5 separate regions of the Mus musculus genome follow, and all the other regions are linked to region 2. A link is a contact called in public Hi-C, HiChIP or PLAC-seq and Micro-C data. All regions are on one chromosome and are shown on one strand. The core of a region is the stretch at or near the end of the contact, and the rest is flanking DNA. Distances in the headings are between cores, read along the strand shown. Region 1 overlaps Cyyr1 (cysteine and tyrosine-rich protein 1). Region 2 holds the start of App (amyloid beta (A4) precursor protein). Region 3 holds the start of Mir155hg (Mir155 host gene (non-protein coding)). Region 4 has its middle 40 kb from the start of Gabpa. Region 5 overlaps Cyyr1 (cysteine and tyrosine-rich protein 1).

Region 1 (3,756 bases), core at 264-2,763, 300 kb before region 2:
ATGTTGTCTAATTATATCTCAAAGACAAATTTTTAATTTACGATTCACAGAAGTGTAAGCACAAAGTTCCAGGGGTCAGTTAAGAGGTCATAGATTTTAAGACCAAAGCAAAGTTCCTGTTGCTACATGCTTGTTATCTTAAAATTCTACCAAATATAGTTAAAAACAGATGTGTCTTCTAAATACACAATCGCCTTGGGAAAATACACTTGATTAAAATCAGACTATTAAGAAGCAAGATGGACAAGTTTGTGCCCTGGCCTCCCTGCGCCTACTTCCTTAGTCCAACTCTTCTTGTTTTCCCTATAAAAGATCAGAGCACACATTCTGCAGAGCAGTTCTCTTTGAGAGATTTAAAAGTAAAAATCTGATAGACTAAATGCAGCCTAAAAATTCATAGCCACACAGAAACACCTTAACCTTCTACTTTCCACCATAAGATACATGTTACCTCCAGGCTGGGTAACATTTAAATGCTGGGATTATTCAAAAGCTTTGTTGCCTGAGGATAGCAGAGGCTTACATAGGTTTTGGAGAGTTTGCTTTGATGATTCAAAGACAGCCATCGGTGAATTTTCTGCTCTTGAACCACCCACCCTTCCCCAATCTCTTCCATGGCACAATGCTTTTGTCAAGCTGAACCTCTTGTATTCTTTCCCAAGATCATTGGGCGATTGATCCTTTTATTAGATGTTCTGCATGTAATCTACCATCCATGAGTCTACACTCTGATCCATAGTTGGAGCCCTTCCCTTGTTTCCTTTCCTTCTCAGTGTCAGAGTCTCTAAAATGTTATTGAAGGTTTTCCTAATCTTCTCACCCAAGAGCCAGCCTACAATTTTGGTACTATCAACTCCACCAGTCTACAGTGTACATGAACACTTGCACCTATGCTTGACAATTATCTAGCTTCTGCTTCTGATCCACTCTCCTACCACTCCTCCTTTTAACACTGTGGTTCCAAACAGCAAGCTTGAATACAGGTTAAGTAACGCAAGCTGGGTCACGCAGGATAACCCAGGCCTTGGCTAAAAGTATTGATCTAGAGATTGGTCTCTGTCCCTAGTTGGCTAGTCACATTCCTTTTATAGAACTGTTTCCTACTGAAATGAGACAAGATAAAAATAGTGTTTTTGTTTTGTTTTGTTTTGTCTCGTTTTTTTTAAGTAGATAATAGTAAGATATGACCTCAGGATCAATTTGCATTTAGTTATATCTGTCTGTCCTGAGAGAACACGAGACAGTGTTCTGGGGAGAGTGGGTTACTTTATAAATAACGTTAATGAGAATGATACTAGATCATAGGAAGAAGTCAAAATGGCAGCCCCAGTCCATCACAGCAGGCTGGCAGAGGTGACGCTGTGAGCAAGACAAGGAGAGAAGTGTGGCAAGGTATCAGCTGCCAGGTCTGGGCAGCCCCCAGCTCAGAAGAGTGGAATCCAGAGGATAAATATAGAGCCAGGCAAACCATAGGCAGGAGACAGCCTCAGTAGACAGTGATCCATCACAGGTTTGTCTAGGCACAGACAGGGTCCAGAAAGAGCATCACAGCTGTTGGGGAGAGTGGCCAGGCTTGAATGTATAGTCAGTCCAGCTGCTGGCAGATCCACCTAAGCAAGTTCTGAGCAAGGCTCACAGGCTCATTATCCCATTAAATCCATCACCTGCCCCTGCGGTTCTTTCGGGCTGCATCAACTCAAGCCTGGGGGCCTTATTAGACCTTTCAGCTTTAGGCCATAAAAGCCTGCTGCTGCTTTGGCAGGGAGATGACTGTGAATGTGAGCGTGGATTTAAAATTCTCTACCCTGCAGTCAGTGGAAATAGAAACATGCCAAGAAAATAATAATACTGATTCTCCTCGTCCTCTTCCGCTTCCTCCTCCTCTTCCTCCCCCTCCTCCTCTTCCTCCTTTGCAAATCCCTTTAATGATTTCACTTAGCACTTCACCCCTAGGGAATTTTTAGTAACTGATTTCTGTTATTCTCAGAATAATAACATTTGGGGAAATCAGATAGAGTAGTATTTTTAGCCTTCACTGATATTTTATTCACAGAACAATAGTAATAACTAATCCATTTGGCATCGCAGTCTTTAATATGATATTCACACACAGACATACATATATAGCTAGCTATAGAGAAAATAATAAGAATATAGTTCTGAGACCCTATGATTATTATTGGAAATTATGCAAGACCTGAAAACAGTTCTCCATTAGCTTGTTTTCCAATGTGTATGTGCTGGCATGTATATATGTGCACCGCACATATATATGAAGGTGTCTGTGGAGGCCAGAAGAGGGCTGTTGATCCTTGACATTAGAGTTGCAGACACTTTTGGGTTTGGGGAACTGAACCTGGGTCCTCTTCGAAAGCAGTAAGTGTTCTCGTCTGCTGAGGTATGACTCTGAGGTATGACTCCAGCCACTTGTTTTCCTATTCTTGCAATAGTGTGATGATTTAGTAAAGCATCATAGAAGAAAATGTATTCACTCCCTTTAAGTTAGGCAAGTTGAAATTTTATTAAATTATCTATCTTATTATAAATTACTAAAATATTCTGCTAAAATATTGGCTTTGAAAGATATTACTGTAATACGTTGCTCAAAACTCCAAGGTTATTGGGAAATTAGAATATTCTAATGGGAGATTGTGTCATACTTTATTCCTTTTATGTCTGTATCTTACTTTCTTCTGCTGTTGGAATAAGATTTTTTTTCATTGCCCTGTCATTTCATATATAGATTATCATAAATAAATTGGACCATTTAATATTTCTTTCCCTAAGAAAAGATTGAACCACTTAACTCACTGGTAATTTGTTATAATAAGAAATGAACTCATTTTAAATTTATTCTTTTTAAAATCCAAGCACTCTCTTCGAAACAATTTATCTCTGGCTATCGTTACACAGGACTTTTCTCCAGCCATGCTGTCGCCATCATGACTTCATCATGACTTCATCATGACTTCATCATGACTTCTCTTGCAAAAGATCTCCATGGCTAGGCTTATTGCCCGCTTGGCTTTCCCTCATCCAAGGAAAAGGTGGAAGGGTTAAAGCGCCCTTATCCAAATATAGGGCCCTCTGCCCAGCCAGCTGACGGCAATCTACCCTAATTGCACGTGGTCTCTGGGAGGAGCCAGAAGTGAGTCAGCCGGGAAGAATGAGGGGGAAAGCTCTGTCTACCCCCCCCCCGCCCATCCATGCTGGTTTCAGACCCTCTAGTGTGGCTTCTTTATGGTCTCCCAAGTTCCTCCCCATTATCACTTACTGATTACTCTAAATTGTTTAGACTCATTGGTTCCCCCAGTGAACTCTGGTGTTATTGTTCTGTGGTTTGTCATGGGGACTTAGGAGGAAGGAGCTCTCGCGCACACACGTGCACTCGCGCGCGCGCGCACACACACACACACACACACACACACACACACACACACACTTAGAGAAGACTCTCACAACTGCTATGTAGTTCTTAGAAATTCTTATGTCTGTGTGAAAGGCTTCTTCTAACAGACATCATTGCTGATGCTTTACAGTTTCACGTGGCCCTTGCCTTTTTAATGGCTTCTCTTTACTCATCTGCCTCACAGTGATTGATGTCATTAAATTACCACGCAGAGTAATCATAAATATTGTATTATGATATGTATTTGAAAATTGAGTCATGTCAGAGAGGAGAGGAACTATTGCACAATTTCTTCATATTTACTATTTTACATAAATATCACTTAATGGAAAAATAGTGTCAAGATG
Region 2 (3,714 bases), core at 1,149-3,648:
TATGTGTGTGTGTTTAAGTGTACGTGTGTCTGAAGTACAGATATGTGTATCTGTGTATATGTGTGTGTGTGTAAGAGTAAGTGTGTCTGTGTGTATGTCTGTCTGTGTGTATGTCTGTTTGTATGTATGTCGGTAAATATATGTATATATGTGTATGTATGTAAGAGTAAGTGTGTCTGTGTGTATGTCTGTCTGTGTGTATGTCTGTTTGTATGTATGTCAGTAAATATATGTATATATGTGTATGTATGTATGTATGTATATGTCTGTGTGTGTAAATGTAGTGTGTTTGAAGTATAGATATGTGTGTGTATGTGTAAGAGTATGCTTGTCTGTATGTCTGTATGTATATATGTGTGTATGTCTGTGTGTGTATGTGTATATGTGTATGTGTGCATGTATGTACATGCCTATGTGTGTGTGTGCGCGCGCATGTGCATGCTTGTTGTAAGTCATCCTTAGGTGATGCTCTGGATGCTGAAGCTTTCCACTTTTTTTTTTTTTTTTTTGGAGATAGGATCTCTTTCCTGGCTTACCTTACCCAAGAGTCTGTCTGTCTCTCTCTCCCTCCTAAGCAGGTGCTAGCATGGCTGACATTTTTATGTGGCTTCCAGGGGTGGAACTCAGGTCCTCGTGTTTAGATAGTAAGTACTTTATTGACTGAGCTACCTCCCTATCCTTTCCTTGGCTTCTGTAGGAAATGAATGCCATATGTAATCAAAGCAAACGTTACTTAGCAAATATTTGTTGTTATTTGTTGAGGACCTTCAGAGGACAGACATTCAGGACAAATACAAAAAGGTATCTGTAGAGTTGGGCAGGTGGTATGTAGGCATGTTGATAGATGAGTGCTGACTTCTCAGAAAGGAAGAGGTGGAGACCTATCCTCCCACCACACTTACAGGGGATTGGATTCCTTGCTGTGGGAAAGAAAGAGCGGGCCTTCTAGGTTGCTTTCTATTGCAGAGTTATAAAAAAATCACGATCCTAAGCAACTCGAGGACAGGGCTTATTAGCCTCACGCGTTCTGATCACAGTCTAACGCGAAGGGAACTCAGAGCAGGAACACAGGGCAGGAACCTGAAGCAGGAACTGGGCAGTGGCAGAAACTGCTTGTTGTTTTTTTCCCTCCTGGCTTCTTCAGCCTGCTTCCTTACACAAGCCAGGACCACCTGCTCAGGGCTGGTCTCCCACATCAACTAATAAGAAAGAATATGCCCCACAGGTTTGCCTGCATGTCAGTCTAATGGAGGCATGTCTCTCAATTTAGGTTCCCCCTTCCCAGATGACCAGAGCTCATGTCAAGTTATTAAAAAATTAAGCAGCAAACACATCAGGTAAAGGAAAAGGCTGTGGCCTCAGAAGCCAGGAATGCATTTGGTATTACCTTCATCTCCTTCCACTAGCCTAGGGAGAGCCAAAAGCTTGGCGTCTGAAGCCACATTAGGTCGGGAGGGTGGTGGTAGTGGGAGCATGTCTGGATGGGTCTAATGTAATTTTAACACTGGGAAGTTTGTGTTTAATCTAGGAGAAAATGGTTTTACGGAGGTTCATTTCACTGGATAAGGGCAGATCCAAAAAAAAAAAAAAAAAAAAAAATCGAGAGCAGAGTTCCAGGAAGAAGTCCTGGGTGATGGAGGTGGAGGAAAAAGAGCCATCACTCGGTATCTTTTCTGGCCTAACTTTGATCTCTTCCCCATCTTAGATTTTTACCTCCCTGCCTCCTTCAATCCCAGATGCCGGTCCCCTTCTCTGAAATTATCCACGTCAAGCAAATATGCAATGATAATACATTTAAAAACCCACTTCCCATCTCCAAACACGGAGAAAAATGGGTCATTCTGCATCCTGTGCCCTTCTCTGGTACATTCTAAAGACAAAAATTCCAGATTGCAGTGGCGTGAAGGGTGACCTCCTACCAAAAGAAAAAGAAAATAGAAAAAAAAAAAATCCTGTTTCTTTTGCTAATGTTCTCGGCCTCGCTCCACCTCTCCAAATAGAGAGAACGAACTGCGGATAAAAATGCACGCATCGCAGCCTTAGCTCCTCAACCACATTTGGGAGAGGCCTGCGGGGTCGGGTGACTCAAGCTCGCGCGGGGACGAGCCGAGAGCGCTCCCGACTTCCCTGGAACCTTAACGTCCTACGGTTCACCTTCTCCCGATTGCGGGGTCCTCTCCCTGACCCAGATCACTCCCCAACTTGGTTCCCAGACCCCATCGGGAGCGCGGCTCCCCTTAGCCCAAGACGCCGCACCTGTGGGCTCTGGGTCGCCTCCCGCTGCGCTCGGGCGCAGCTCCCCGAGGCTCCGCTAGGGGTCTCTGTCGGGTGGCGAGCCGGGTGGGCGGGATCAGCTGACTCTGCCGGCTGCGAGCCCCGCCGCCTCGCTCCAGCTCTGTCAGTTTCCTCGGCGGCGGGAGGCGAGAGCACCGGGAGCAGAGCGAGCGCGGGGCCACCGGAGACGGCGGCGGCGGCGCGGACACAGCCAGGGCGCGGCGGATCTTCCACTCGCACACGGAGCACTCGGTGGCCCACGCAGGATCACGATGCTGCCCAGCTTGGCACTGCTCCTGCTGGCCGCCTGGACGGTTCGGGCTCTGGAGGTGGGTGCCGCGCCTTGGGAACGAGACTGGGGAGGCGGGCGCCGGGAGGACGCGATCCTCCCCACCGAGGAGCTTGAATCTCGAGACGTGGGGGGCTGTCACGGGTAGACCGCTCCTCGCCGCCCCCGCCTGCGGGCGCCCTGCGCTTCGGCGGCTCTGGCCCAACCCTGCCCGGGGACGCGCTGCCCGAGCGATGAAGAGGGAATGGGTTAGGGCGCTGGGGTCCCCATATCCGTGCCAGCCTAGGGCTGGAAGGCGAGGGGACGAGCCTGAACGCAGACCCTGACTCCTCCCTGCGTTGAGAGCTGGACTCCGGGATGCGAGAGACACCCAGTTCGAGGGGGAAGGGACACGTGTGGAAAACCGAAAGCGTAGCGTCTCAGGATTCAGTGCCCTGCGAGGAAATCGCCGCCCTTCCCCTTCCTTGGGGTCCTGGGTTGGAATGGGGGCAGCTCTGGATGCTGGGGAGCGCCTGGCTCACACTCCCTTCCCACCCCCGCCTGTCTTGACTGCGAAGCTGGGCTTTGCTCCTGGCGGCCGCGGGCGGCGGCTGCCTGCGCAGCGACCCTCTCCCGAGTCGGTGCGGGGTCGCGCACCGCCGCCTTCCTTTTGCAAACTTTGTGCATTTTCGTGTCTCCCTTTTGTGTAAGTTCCAAGTGATGGGAGGGATCGGAAAGTGCGGCCACCCGGCACCGTCCCTCAACCTGGACGTCCAGGACTCTTCAGTGCACCTCCAGTTTCTCCCTGAGTCTGAGAAGGTCCCCGGGAACAAAAGCCGCGACACCCCGCCCTCGCCGTCCAGGGCGCGGTGGCGGAGCCCTGGTAGTTGGTGCGCCACCGCCGTTCCTTTCCCCGAGCTGCGCGTCTGCCCCCGAGGGCCTAGAGGTGCTGCTAGGGCCCCGCGGTCTCCCACCCCCGCATCACCACCACCTACTGGCAATCCTGTGAGGGACTGCAAAGTCCTGAGAGAGAGAGAGAGAGAGAGAGAGAGAGAGAGAGAGAGAGAGAGAGAGAGAGAGAGAGAGAGAGCGAGCCGGGAGTGAGGCGTGCGTCTGGGAAGGGCAGTGCCTGGTGGTGGGGAGGCTGAGGCTCCAGGGCATCAAAGGAGGCG
Region 3 (4,268 bases), core at 774-3,273, 460 kb after region 2:
TTGAAATTAAATATTAATTAAATTAAATATTTATACCGTGTGAGGAATATATAGGTAGCCCTCAGGAATGATTTGTCATGTCACTTTTTAATACTTCATCTTATTTTCTTAATTTTTTGATAAGGCATTTTTCTGTGTAGCTAAGGCTGTCCTGGAGCTCACTCTGTAGACCAGGTTGGCCTTCGACTCAGCCATCTGCCTGTCTCTGCCTCCCGAGTGCTGGGATTAAAGGAGTAAACTACCAACAGCTGGCTCATAGATTTTAAAAAAATCATTCAGTGTTGACTCAGTTTTTCCTTACCTAGCCCTAAACTCTAACACTAACCCTAAATTTTTCCTTACACTAAAACACAAGAGTTACAAATTTTAAATCAAAGTTGACTAATACATTGTAATGTGGAAAAAATGCCAATTCCAAGTCTTACAAGAGGTATTCCAGACAATCCTAGATGTCAGTCGAGAATGGCCGTCCTGAATTTTAACTACAGAAATATAGAAATGTCCTTTTTAGTGCATTCATTTTGTATTCTGGTTGAATCATTGAAGATGGTTATGAACATAATTTTGAAATAAAAATGATACAAGTTTCACTTTCCATTCAAGATAAAAAATAAACATGTGGGCTTGAAGTTGAGATGTTGTTTAGGATACTGCTGATCTATCTTTTAAATGACATTTATCGTAACACTTACAGTGGACTATCCTAGTAACCAGGTTATGACTAGCACATTAAATGATAGAGTCTGACATCTACGTTCATCCAGCAGGGTGACTCTTGGACTTGTCATCCTCCCACGGTGGCCATTTGTTCCATGTGAGTGCTAGTAACAGGCCTTGTGTCCTGTTAATGCTAACAGGTAGGAGTCAGTCAGAGGCCAAAACCCCTATCACAATTAGCATTAACAGCATACAGCCTTCAGCAAGCCTCCAGCAGCCAGAGGATAAGGGATATGCAACTTAAACCACACACTTCCCCTTCCTGGTTTGCAGCACCTGCAAAGAGAAAAAGAAATAGTTGTGTGTACGCACACAGTTAGTTATAAAGTAGAGTGAACGATTATGAATCTGAAGGCAAGGTAGACTTCAGCTTTGAAAGAAAAGAGCTCTGAAATGCTTCTAAGTAAATTTTGGAAAATTTTTGTAAGGTTTGCAATTTAAAAACTAATTATAAAATCAAACTTTAAATTCTGTGGAAATATTTGAATACATGTATCATTTTTAACACAGCCACGGTTCATAGTTCTACAATGCTGAAGTTCAAAGGACACAACTTCAGTTCTGGGTAATATTCTGACGTACATCCCACAGGTCACTAGGCAATTCAAGAAATCTCAGATATTTAGGATGGTACTTTATGATTTTTGAAAGTTAAAACTCAATGGATGAACCCATTTTGATTCTATAAATAGTAGTTGCGATTTTCACCTTATTCGTTTTTCTTTTTCTTCAAGATAGGGGGTACAGCCAGGGCAGGTCTGCCCTGAAAGGTATCTGAAAATGCTCCTGTTGTCCTCCAGTGATTCCTTTGGGGACTCACAAACCGGTGGCTTCAGTTTGACCCATGTAAAGGAAGTGCGCCTTAAAGAGCTCTGACTCAAGGGACTTGTCTCCAGCAGAGTGGTTTAGAAAAAGAAAAAAGATGAATTTGCTGTTTCCTGTTAGAGTTGGATTTTACTCTCTCAGATAAAGTGACATTTCTCCCACAAGTTTCTGGTTTCAGTGTTACTGTACGCGAACCTAGAAGTTCAAGCATCACTCAAGTCTGTGGTTCCCTTTAGGACCAGAGGGGAACCACCTTTTCTTTTCTTTAATAATGAAACCAGCTAGATGTAGAAATGTGATTAAGTTCAAAAGAAATGCATCAAGTTAAAAATTCCCCAGTGAATATATTTTGACAGGGCAGAATATCGTGGCTTGGAAATTTCCAAACCAAGGAAATATATCATACTTACTGATAGTATTTCTTTTTTAAACTTTGCTGTTTTCTCAGATGAGCTGGTTTCATGAGGAAAGTCTGTGAATTACACAGTTTCAATCTTGGATTTTATTTCAGCCAAAAGAAAGACTGTAATAATACCTTTTCTCTTCATAGTGCATTGAACTCAGTAAGTCCTCAGTAAATCTATTAAGATTCTAGTGTTCTACTTCATGCCATATTATTGACCCATTAGGGAGAATATATGCAACTGTGCATGTGTGCATGAGTGCCTACATAACCCCATTCCAATTTAAGTAAATAACTTATCTATAAGTTCTGTTTCTATCCTTTAAAGATACCATCTGAATAAAGGTATTACCAAGAATATATTTAGTATAGGTAGCCAAGGTTGCCCTATATAACCTAGGCTGGCCTTGAACTCATGACCTTACACTTCAGTCTCCCAAATTCTGGAATTATAGCCATATACCACCACATCTGGCTATATATATATAGCCATATATACATATATATGTATAGCCATATATACATATATATGTATATTACATATATACATACATGTGTGCACACATACACACCTATCTATCTATCTATCTATCTATCTATCTATCTATCTATCTATCTATCTATCTATCATCTATCTACATGAAAAGCCTAGGTTTGATTCCCAAGTACCACATACATGGACACTGGTGCAGCCTTTGATCTCAGGACTTGAGAGATGGACTTAGGAGGATCATGAGCTCAGGGCTGTTCCCAATTACTTATCACCTCTGGGGTCAGCTTGGGCTATATTGGACCCCGTCTCAATAAATAATAAAATATAATGTTAGGAATTGCTATTGCAATCAACTCTTTTGACCTTAGGTAAAAATCTCGACCAACCTTAAGCACTATATTTAGTTCAGACAAATCGTAAGTCCAGGTCCCATTCACTATGTGGCATATCACCATTTCTCTGTGGTATAGCCTAAACCTAAGGACATTCCAGGAGAATATAATTAGACTTTTCTTCAGGATAATATTTTGAGGTATAAGGGAGGCATAGAATGTCACAATCTGTCTAGTCTTGCTGATTTGCCAGGGAAAATGTTATCAGCTAAGGTACTCAGAGAAGAATATGTCCTATACTGGATCTTTTTATTTTTAGTAATTTTTTTGTGGTAACACACACACACACATGTATCTCACACATATAACACACACACACAGACACACACATACAGAGTAGGGTAGATGAACTTTTGGAGCTGTAAGAAAGGGCATCATATTCATACTCATCTTCAACTTTCATCATATACATATACACACATATATCTACATACATACATACATACATACATACATACATACACACATATACATACATACATACATACATACATACATACATACATACATACATACACACACATATACATACATACAAACAAACTTTGCCACTGTAACCAGTTTTAAGTTTCTGATTGAGTTATCAAAGACATCTGCATTCATTCCCACCTTTTCTCTCAAATGACTCCATTTGTTTTATGAGGGTCTCACTTTATGTTAAAATCATGAGTTGTAGGCCAAGTGTGGTGGCACACACCCTTAATCTTAGCACTCAAAAAGCAGAGGCAGTAAGGTTTCTGGGAGTTCCAGGCTACTCTGGTTTATATAGGGAGAGACTGTATTTCAAACAAACATACGTACAAGCAAACAAGCAAGAAAATCATGAATTAGATCCTCCTACAATTATATATATATGTATATACATGTGTATATATCTATGTGCTTATTTTTTTGTCTGGCTTATTCTTAGCACCAACCATTCGAGAGTTATCAAAGAAACTGCATGATGAAATATTTTCTTTATAGGAAGCCAGTGGTTGTATTTTTCACCAATACCATGTGGGACAGCCCTAGCTATTCACTTTGACATATACAAATTTTTGGAAACTGTTCCTTTGAGGTTCTGAAGTGAATGAATATCCACTTCTTTGGAAAAGCATGATTGTGTATTGATAGAGTAACACAAATTCTAGTTTTAAAGCCACTAGGTGAAAAGAAGGTCATATTTTGGACAATTAAAATGGTTTAATTCAGATGAGTTTATCTAATTTATCATCTAACAATCTATGTATCTATGTGTCTATGTGTCTGTCTATCTATCTATCTATCTATCTATCTATCTATCTATCTATCTATCTGTATCTATGTATCTATCTATGTATCTATGTATCTATCTATGTATCTATGTATCTATGTATCTATGTATCTATGTATCTATGTATCTATCTATCTATGTATCTATCTATGTATCTATCTATCTATCTATCTATCTATCTAT
Region 4 (3,635 bases), core at 514-3,013, 300 kb after region 2:
TTAATTGGGTTCCCAAAATTGCACAAGATGATGAGGGTCCCTGCCCCCAGTTGGTTCTGATTGGTGAATAAAGTGGCCGGCAGCCAATGGCTGAGCGGTGAGACAGAGGCAGGACTTTAGGATTCGTGGGCAAGGGGACCTACAGAAGGATTGAGAACTGCCACGACAGGAAAGAAGAAGGACGAGGCCTAAGAAGTGCAGAAGAGAGAGCAGGGAAAAAAAGCCCCAGTCCCTACCCCCACCCATTGGGTCTAGGACAGTAAGTGTAACTCAGGGATATTGGGAAGTGTAGCCATGTGGAGTTCTGGGAGTGACCCAGCCATTGAGCTGTTAAGGCACATTAAACAGTGTGTGTGTGTGTGTGTGTGTGTGTGTGTGTGTGTGTTTGTGTCTGTGTGTCTGTGTGTGTGTCTGTGTGTGTCTTTCATTCAGGAACCCAAAACATTGGGGCGAGTATCGAGAAACACGCCCCTGCCTAGTCGATTTGAGAGGTTAATTGACAACTGCTAACAGTTAGTGACCAAAAACAAACCATTTTCCTGTCACTACCCCTAAATGGCACCGTTAAACAATCATTTACAGAGTGCTCACAACGTTCTATGTATTAGTCTAGAGGCGACCTAGGGAGTTTGTGCTTGTGTTATATGCAAATTCTTGCCCTATGAGTGTTGCGCACCCTCAAAGTCCGGTGCCTGTGTCTGGAGTCATTCCCCATGGACAGCAGAGGACAGTCGTCTGGAGGGTTGCTACAAGACTATCCAAGATGCAGGTGTCTTTGGCACAAACCCCTCCTCAGGCTTCTCTCTTGGGCCACTGAGCCTCATCAGCAGGGTCCTCCAGCCTCTTGACAGGGACGTACATGCTGAACACAGTGCTCATGCTCTGGCAGAATTCCAAATGAATGCTGTTTCCATGGGGAGCACCGTCGTCAACTCTCGGATTCCAAGGCTGTGTTGTGTGTTGCCTCCATGCCTAGAATTCCCTTCAACTTCACCCAGACCCTTCTTCCTTCAGTGGAGCCATTCAACACCTCGACAGGAACAACAGAATTTTAAACAGATAAAATCCTCTAAGTTTAAGAAGGAGGAGGTGAGGAATAACTGCCCACTAAGCCAAGGTTTAAACGTGAATAATACTGTGTTCATAAGAAAACAAAAAATCACCTTTCGCACAAAGCGTGACACCAAGCACTGGTCTCTTAAACGAGACCCTCCTTGGAAATGATATCCCTGCGGAGACAGGTTTCATAACAGACAACATTTGTGTAGCTTCAACTCCATCGCTTTGTATGTGTGAGCAGCGCAATATGCTCTGCAGGGAGTGTGAAGGAATACATCTGTTTACCTCCTTGCACAGCTGAGTAAGATCTGAAAAATATGTTTTCCCATTTCAAAGGGGAGAAAAAAAAACCCAGGGAGTCCTTGTTGATGAACAGTTTTTAGTTACATAAATTTCTTTACCTTGCCATTTAGACTACATGTGTGACTACCAAAACAGCTGGCGGGGCTCAAGCACACACTGTTTATTTTGGAGCTGTGATGCGGCCAGGCAGACATTTTTAATCCTAGAATTTTCAGCCACTTTGAACTGGGGTAACTGTTCTTAATAAACAACCCTGGGCTTGCTTCGGACTTTCCTGTCGTGTCCTGGTGACATGGAGGGAGAAGGATTGGACCTCAACCCATTGCTGGAAAGGTAGCCTGCGGCTTCCCTCTACAACTGTCTGCCAAGCTCAGATGCCAGCCAATGAGCTCCAACGCAGGGAATCTGCGAGTGACTGCAATATGACACAGGCTGATTTAGTGACTTATGCGCTGCGTCACTGCGAAGGCCAGTGATGCCGACCACCTGCAGAATCACTACAGCTTAGTCTGTACGTTTGTTGTGCCGGCTCATCAGCTCAGGCACAAGCGTTCTCCCCGTCACTGAGTCCAAAGGAAAACAGCCGCCACCACACATTTATCGTCATCTCCAAAATGTGTCCCTGTCCTTTTGCTTTGGCCACGCTTTCCGATTTGCATCCTTCTTCCTCTCGCGTCTCGTGCCAGCCGAGGATGCCTTAGCCACAGTGACCTCAGCTGGAAAACTCTGGAACTGGGACCTCGCCTTATCCCAGAAACCTCACTCTCATGGTTTCATTTTTATTATTTAGACATATAACTCAATAATAGTAGCCAGATAAGCAGCATACAAACTCCAGTTGAATTAGGGGAGAAGGGCTTATCAAAAATTCAATAGAAAGAATAAAAATAATTTTAAAGGTGTATGTGAGTGGCCATGAGATATGATTAAATACTTTGAGACATTTATTGATGAGCATGTGAAATTGATCCCTAGCCTTCTGGTTTTTAAAAGTGGATTTCTTTTTAAGAATCATGACACAAATTAATAGCCAGTTATAGTACTTTCAGATTGTATTATTTAATGCCTCAAAATTACCACTTTTCCTCTGCAGCGGTGGGAGCATGGATCCTGTGTCTGCTTCCTGAGCTTCATTCAAGTATGCGTTTTCAGACATCAGTAGGCTGTGTCCTCAAGGCAGTGAGCCAATAAGTGTGGGAGAACCTTCTATGTACCCCCTCAAATGGTACCTGATAGCTGTGTTCTATGTTCTGCAAACTCTGTTTTTTAAAAAGATTGAATGATTGATTGATTGATTGATTCATTCATTCATTTATATGTATGAGTGCTCTATCTGCATGTACACCTGCATGCCAGAAGAGGTCATCAAATCCCATTACAGGTGTTTGTGAGCCACCATGTGGTTTCTGGCACTTGAACTCGGGACCTATGAAAGAACAGCCAGTGTGCCTAACTGCTTAGCCATCACCCAGCCCCTCTGCAGCCTCTCAGAGCCCGGTGGCCAGTAACCTTTCCCCTAACTGTGTCCTGGAATCTCACTCCCCAGAGCACAAAGCTAGGATACATTTGGGCTTTACCTCATTAGTCCAAACTGTCTCAACCTCCTGCTGAGTGCTGCCTGCTATCAGCCCGTGAAGCTCGTGCCAACATACTAAAATCCTACCTGTGGATCAGCAAGATGGCTCAGTGGGGAGGGATGCTTGCCACCGAGTCCAATGACCTGACTCACATGGTAGATGAAGTTGTCCTTTGACCTCCACAAACAGGCATGTAGCAAGTGTACACACGCGCACAGACATACACACTCACTCAAGAGCATATGCAGGGAGACCTAAAAACAAACAGTAACTGTTTAAGAAAAGCTCCTACTTGGTACTGATGTGAAAGAATTCCAAGACTCGGGCTTTAAAGACTTGTCACCCCCACCCCACCCCTGAAACTTACGGGTAAACAACAACAAAGGAAACGAAGTTTTGTCATACTGAAAACTTACTTCTTAAAAACAATTTTCTTTCAATTTTGATCTAGACATCTCCACACATACCCAATCCCAAAATCTCTGATGAGAGTGGAGGTGACTGTTATACAGGCTGCCTCCCTACTCCCTCGTTCTCTAAGATAGAGTCTCACTATGTAATCCTTGAACTCAGCCATCTGTGACTGACTCTAAGCGCTCCAGAGGATCGGAGAGGTGTACTATCATACTTGACGTCATTCTTAAAAGTTGGCTGTATACAGTTTCCTCCTGCTGATGTGTGCGTGTGTCAAAAGTG
Region 5 (3,762 bases), core at 837-3,336, 350 kb before region 2:
AAATCTTCATTCTCATCCACTCCTATTATCCGTAGGTTTGGTCTTCTCATTGTGTCCTGGATTTCCTGGGTATTTTGAGTTAGGATCTTTTTGCATTTTCCATTTTCTTTTATTGTTGTGCCGATGTTCTCTATGGAATCTTCTGCACCTGAGATTCTCTCTTCCATCTCTTGTATTCTGTTGCTGATGCTCAAATCTATGGTTCCAGATTTCTTTCCTAGGGTTTCTATCTCCAGTGTTGCCTCGCTTTGAGTTTTCTTTATTGTTTCTACTTCCCTTTTTAGGTCTAGTATGGTTTTGTTCATTTCCATCACCTGTTTGTATGTTTTTTCCTCTTTTTCTGTAAGGACTTCTACCTGTTTGATTGTGTTTTCCTGTTTTTCTTTAAGGACTTGTAACTCTTTAGCAGTGTTCTCCTGTATTTCTTTAAGTGATTTATTAAAGTCCTTCTTGATGTCCTCTACCATCATCATGAGATATGCTTTTAAATCTAGGTCTAGGTTTTCGGGTGTGTTGGGGTGCCCTGGACTGGGCGAAGTGGGAGTGCTGGGTTCTGATGATGGTGAGTGGTCTTGGTTCCTGTTAGTAGGATTCCTACGTTTACCTTTCGCCATCTGGTAATCTCTGGAGTTAGTAGTTATAGTTGACTCTGTTTAGAGATTGTTCTTCTGGTGATTCTGTTACCGTCTCTCAGCAGACCTGGGAGACAGATTCTCTCCTCTGAGTTTCAGTGCTCAGAGCACTCTCTGCTGGCAAGCTCTCTTACAGGGAAGGTGCGCAGATATCTTGTTTTTGGACCTCCTCCTGGTCGAAGAAGAAGGCCCAAAACAGGGCCTCTCTCAGAAGCTGTGTTGCTTTGGCAGTTCCCAGAAGCTGTCAGCTTCTGTGGTGCAGACTCTCACCTGTGCAGACTAAAATCCTAAGTTCCAGGGAGTCCTGGAACCAAGATGGTGACCGCTGCTCCTGAGGCTGAGGCCGTCTCCCGAGCCAGGCGGACACCTGTCCTCTGGTCCGGATGGTGGCCGGTTGTCTGCGGCCCGCCCAGGCTGCTGCCTCAGCGGCTCTGTGCTTCTGCCCGTCCCAGAAGCTGTCCGGTTCTCTGGCGCACCCTCTAACCTGTTCAGACTAATTTCCTAAGTTTTGCTGAGTCCCGGAACCAAGATGGCGACCCTGAATTTATTTTCAATGAAACTATATTAGTTCCACAAGTTTATGGAGTTCAGTAATTGACATATGCAGAAGACATGCAGTGGTCAAATCCAACCTACTGTTATCCATCCACCTCCCACTTCGCAACCTATGCAACTGTTAATCTATATAAAAGATGATTTTCTTGTTGTAGCTTCTACATGGAAATGTGGTTTTATTCTGGTTCATTTGCTTAAGGCATGCATCCTAGCTCTGTCCATGCTGGTACAGATGGCAGTATTCTGTTCTTTTTTAATAGTTGAATAGTGTTCTGTGAGTGATACTTTATCATCACCTATTCATTCGTCAGTCTGTCCATCCATTCATCGCTAATTTCATATCTTAGTTAAAACTAATGATTAGAATTAATCTAAGCACATCCTTTGTATCTAAACCTTCTACTTTAAGATTGTAATATTAAAAAATATCCATTCTTAGACTAGCTGGAGAGGCCTCACCTTTACTGGATAACAAGACATTTTTGGGGGAGCTTCATATACTTCATATTGGTTGAAGTAAAATGAAGTTATAGAAGAAAGATTATGACCGTTGAGATGCAGGAAAAAAAAATGCCCTTGGAATTCTCTTGTTTTCTTAACCTCATTGACCCTCCCTTGAAAGTAGTTAAAAGGGAAATAAAGAATTTGCTTCTGGATCCTAAAGGGCTGGGTGATATATTTATACATGGAAGCAATCAGCAGGGATGTATGCATTTTTGTCAGTAGTAAACATATCAGACTTGGAAAATATCTGGACTAAGGGAGAAAAGAAAACAAGTACAGAGCAGAGTGTCTTCGCCAAGAGAGTTTGGAAAGCTGGAGGCCTTTCGGCGGGGCTTAGCCTGCTGAGGGGATTTCCCGGGCCTTCCTCAGTGTCAACAGAAGAGTAACATCTGCTACTGCCACCTGCTGACACTGGAGCTTCCCTGCCCCCGGGAGCACCCTCAGCCTCAGGGAAGCTGTCCAGCTGCTCCATCAAATGTGATTATAGATTGCCGACTGGAAGGCAGCTCAATAAGTGTTGTATCCCTCTGCCCAGAGATTGCCAAAAAAGTATACCACAGCCCCCAAAGCCATGCCTCTTAGATTTACATGTCTGCCATGTTACCATAGGCTGACCGGGGAGTTAGAAGAGGGTCTCGGAAACAGGGACAGGTCTGAATAATGTTACCTAATTCTTATTTACGAAAAAGAAATAGCACATGGAATAGCAAATGCCGAGAGGTAATGATTGGCTTCACAAACAGATTCACTGTAGAATTCTAGTTAATTCCCCTTTCAAAATTTAATTCCCAAGATTTCTGGCATCTGTTTTGAACATGCCTGGCTCTTCTCTACTGGTACATGAATAATGGATGTACACAGCAGTGTTCTGACGGCAGCGCATCTCAGCAGTGTGATCACAGTGATCTATAGATATGAGTGTGCCTTTGCATGTAGCAGTTCAGAATGGTCCTGATTAGGCTTTTCAAAAATTATGCTAATTAGCAGTTCTCTCCATAAAAACCAGTGCTTATAGAACTTACAGGGCTGTTAAAGAACAACAGTTTGCCTTTATTTATTGTATATAATGTACAACCATGGTAGTCTTCAGACAGAAAACATATCCACTAGTAACAAATAAAAAAACAGATTGTATGGCAACTCAGAGCCACTGGTTATTCCAAGGACTGAGATTGATCATGTCTAGAACAATTTCTTTTCATTCATCTTTTTGGCTTCGTATAGTCAACTTATTTTACATTCCATGGCGTATTTGCCGTTTTTGGTTTTGTTGTTTTTGGGTTTTTTTTGTTTTTTGTTTTTTTGTTTTTTGTTTTTTTTTTTTGAGCTTGTGTGTGTGTGTGTGTGTTTGAGACAGGGTTTCTCTGTATAGCCCTGGCTGTTCTCACTTTGTAGACCAGGTGGCCTCGAACTCAGAAATCTGCCTGACTCTGCCTCCCAAGTGCTGGGATTAAAGGCATGCGCCACCACTGTCAGGCTATTTGCTGTGCTTATGATAGTTTTGTTTCTTCCTTTTTGAGTGGAAGCCTTGGTTTTGATTCTGAGCGAGATGGAGAAAGCACATTCTGCCCCAAGCTACCACTGAATGCAGCTCTCAAACCTGGACAGGGTGTGTACAACAGCGACCCTGGGCTATGGCTACCTGGCAGATTCAAGACAAATTTAGTTATGCCTAATTAATTAAGGCCTTTGCCAGGTTTCTTCCTCTGTTTAATCCACAGTAGACCAAACATAACCCAGGTACTAGGTGGACTTCGGTACCATTCAGAGCTGTAGGAGGAGGTCTCTTTGGCTAGGCAAGCAAAGTCTCTTTGTGCTCAGGTATTGAGGGGGGGGCACACATTCTGGAATGTTTTTCTTTTCTGTAGTCCTTTGTACCCAACATCTTGGAAGATCCCTTAAACAGTGAAGCACAGCAGCAAGGGACACTGCAACAATGAGACCCAGTAGGACCCAAAGCTAGGACAATTGCAGTGCAGACCTGACTTTCTAACCAGAGGAGATAGGATGCATCTCCAATCTCCATGGAGCAAGTCTCACTCTCTCCCCCATTCTCATTCTCATTCATATG

Evidence for each region. A called contact is a pair of places that touch in the nucleus more often than the background predicts. HiChIP or PLAC-seq counts read pairs in DNA pulled down with a chosen protein or histone mark.
Region 1: an H3K4me3 HiChIP or PLAC-seq map of neural tube shows a contact between it and region 2, with 2.9 times the contacts expected there. The contact joins the enhancer-like site here to the promoter of App in region 2. A contact is called at or near these places in 7 of 39 promoter capture datasets (the 3T3-L1 cell line, 3T3-L1-derived adipocytes, cranial neural crest and 4 more), 3 of 484 Hi-C or Micro-C datasets (B cells, cortical neurons and forebrain) and 9 of 115 datasets of contacts at active chromatin or transcription factors (craniofacial prominence, embryonic forebrain, embryonic hindbrain and 5 more).
Region 3: a contact with region 2 is called in a Micro-C map of embryonic fibroblasts, with 6 times the contacts expected there. The contact joins the promoter of Mir155hg here to the promoter of App in region 2. A contact is called at or near these places in 3 of 39 promoter capture datasets (embryonic stem cells, liver and pre-B cells), 3 of 484 Hi-C or Micro-C datasets (embryonic fibroblasts and embryonic stem cells) and 2 of 115 datasets of contacts at active chromatin or transcription factors (bone marrow-derived dendritic cells and embryonic stem cells).
Region 4: a contact with region 2 is called in a Hi-C map of forebrain, with 5 times the contacts expected there. The contact joins the enhancer-like site here to the promoter of App in region 2. A contact is called at or near these places in 2 of 39 promoter capture datasets (hippocampal neurons and neutrophils), 11 of 484 Hi-C or Micro-C datasets (the N1E-115 cell line, cerebral cortex, embryonic stem cells and 4 more), 9 of 115 datasets of contacts at active chromatin or transcription factors (bone marrow-derived macrophages, embryonic basal ganglia, embryonic forebrain and 6 more) and 1 of 9 other capture datasets (adipose tissue).
Region 5: a Hi-C map of the N1E-115 cell line shows a contact between it and region 2, with 4 times the contacts expected there. The contact joins the enhancer-like site here to the promoter of App in region 2. A contact is called at or near these places in 3 of 39 promoter capture datasets (3T3-L1-derived adipocytes and liver), 2 of 484 Hi-C or Micro-C datasets (the N1E-115 cell line and cortical neurons) and 4 of 115 datasets of contacts at active chromatin or transcription factors (embryonic forebrain, embryonic hindbrain, embryonic midbrain and 1 more).

The regions. Positions count from the first base shown.
Region 1 is chr16:85,472,703-85,476,458 of GRCm38.p6, reverse strand. All of the region lies in intron 2 of Cyyr1 (cysteine and tyrosine-rich protein 1), which reads left to right. Among named protein-coding and RNA genes, the nearest start is that of Cyyr1, 76 kb to the left of the region's middle. Within about 2 kb of position 1,513, at least 4 of the 459 cell types and tissues checked have an H3K27ac peak or open chromatin away from gene starts, as enhancers often do. A contact at or near this core is called in neural tube, where this site is marked.
Region 2 is chr16:85,172,391-85,176,104 of GRCm38.p6, reverse strand. It overlaps App (amyloid beta (A4) precursor protein), which reads left to right and starts at 2,398. Exons shown (of 18, transcript NM_001198823.1): 1 at 2,398-2,603. The coding sequence starts at 2,547.
Region 3 is chr16:84,710,778-84,715,045 of GRCm38.p6, reverse strand. Mir155hg (Mir155 host gene (non-protein coding)) reads right to left here and starts at 2,023. Exons shown (of 2, transcript NR_132106.1): 1 at 1,953-2,023; 2 at 1-993. It overlaps Mir155 (microRNA 155), which reads right to left and starts at 906; the gene lies at 842-906.
Region 4 is chr16:84,873,504-84,877,138 of GRCm38.p6, reverse strand. No RefSeq gene overlaps it. Among named protein-coding and RNA genes, the nearest start is that of Gabpa, 40 kb to the right of the region's middle. Within about 2 kb of position 1,763, at least 34 of the 459 cell types and tissues checked have an H3K27ac peak or open chromatin away from gene starts, as enhancers often do. A contact at or near this core is called in the N1E-115 cell line, cerebral cortex, embryonic basal ganglia and 3 more, where this site is marked.
Region 5 is chr16:85,526,750-85,530,511 of GRCm38.p6, reverse strand. The region is part of intron 2 of Cyyr1 (cysteine and tyrosine-rich protein 1); the gene reads left to right. Among named protein-coding and RNA genes, the nearest start is that of Cyyr1, 22 kb to the left of the region's middle. Within about 2 kb of position 2,086, at least 6 of the 459 cell types and tissues checked have an H3K27ac peak or open chromatin away from gene starts, as enhancers often do. A contact at or near this core is called in the N1E-115 cell line, where this site is marked.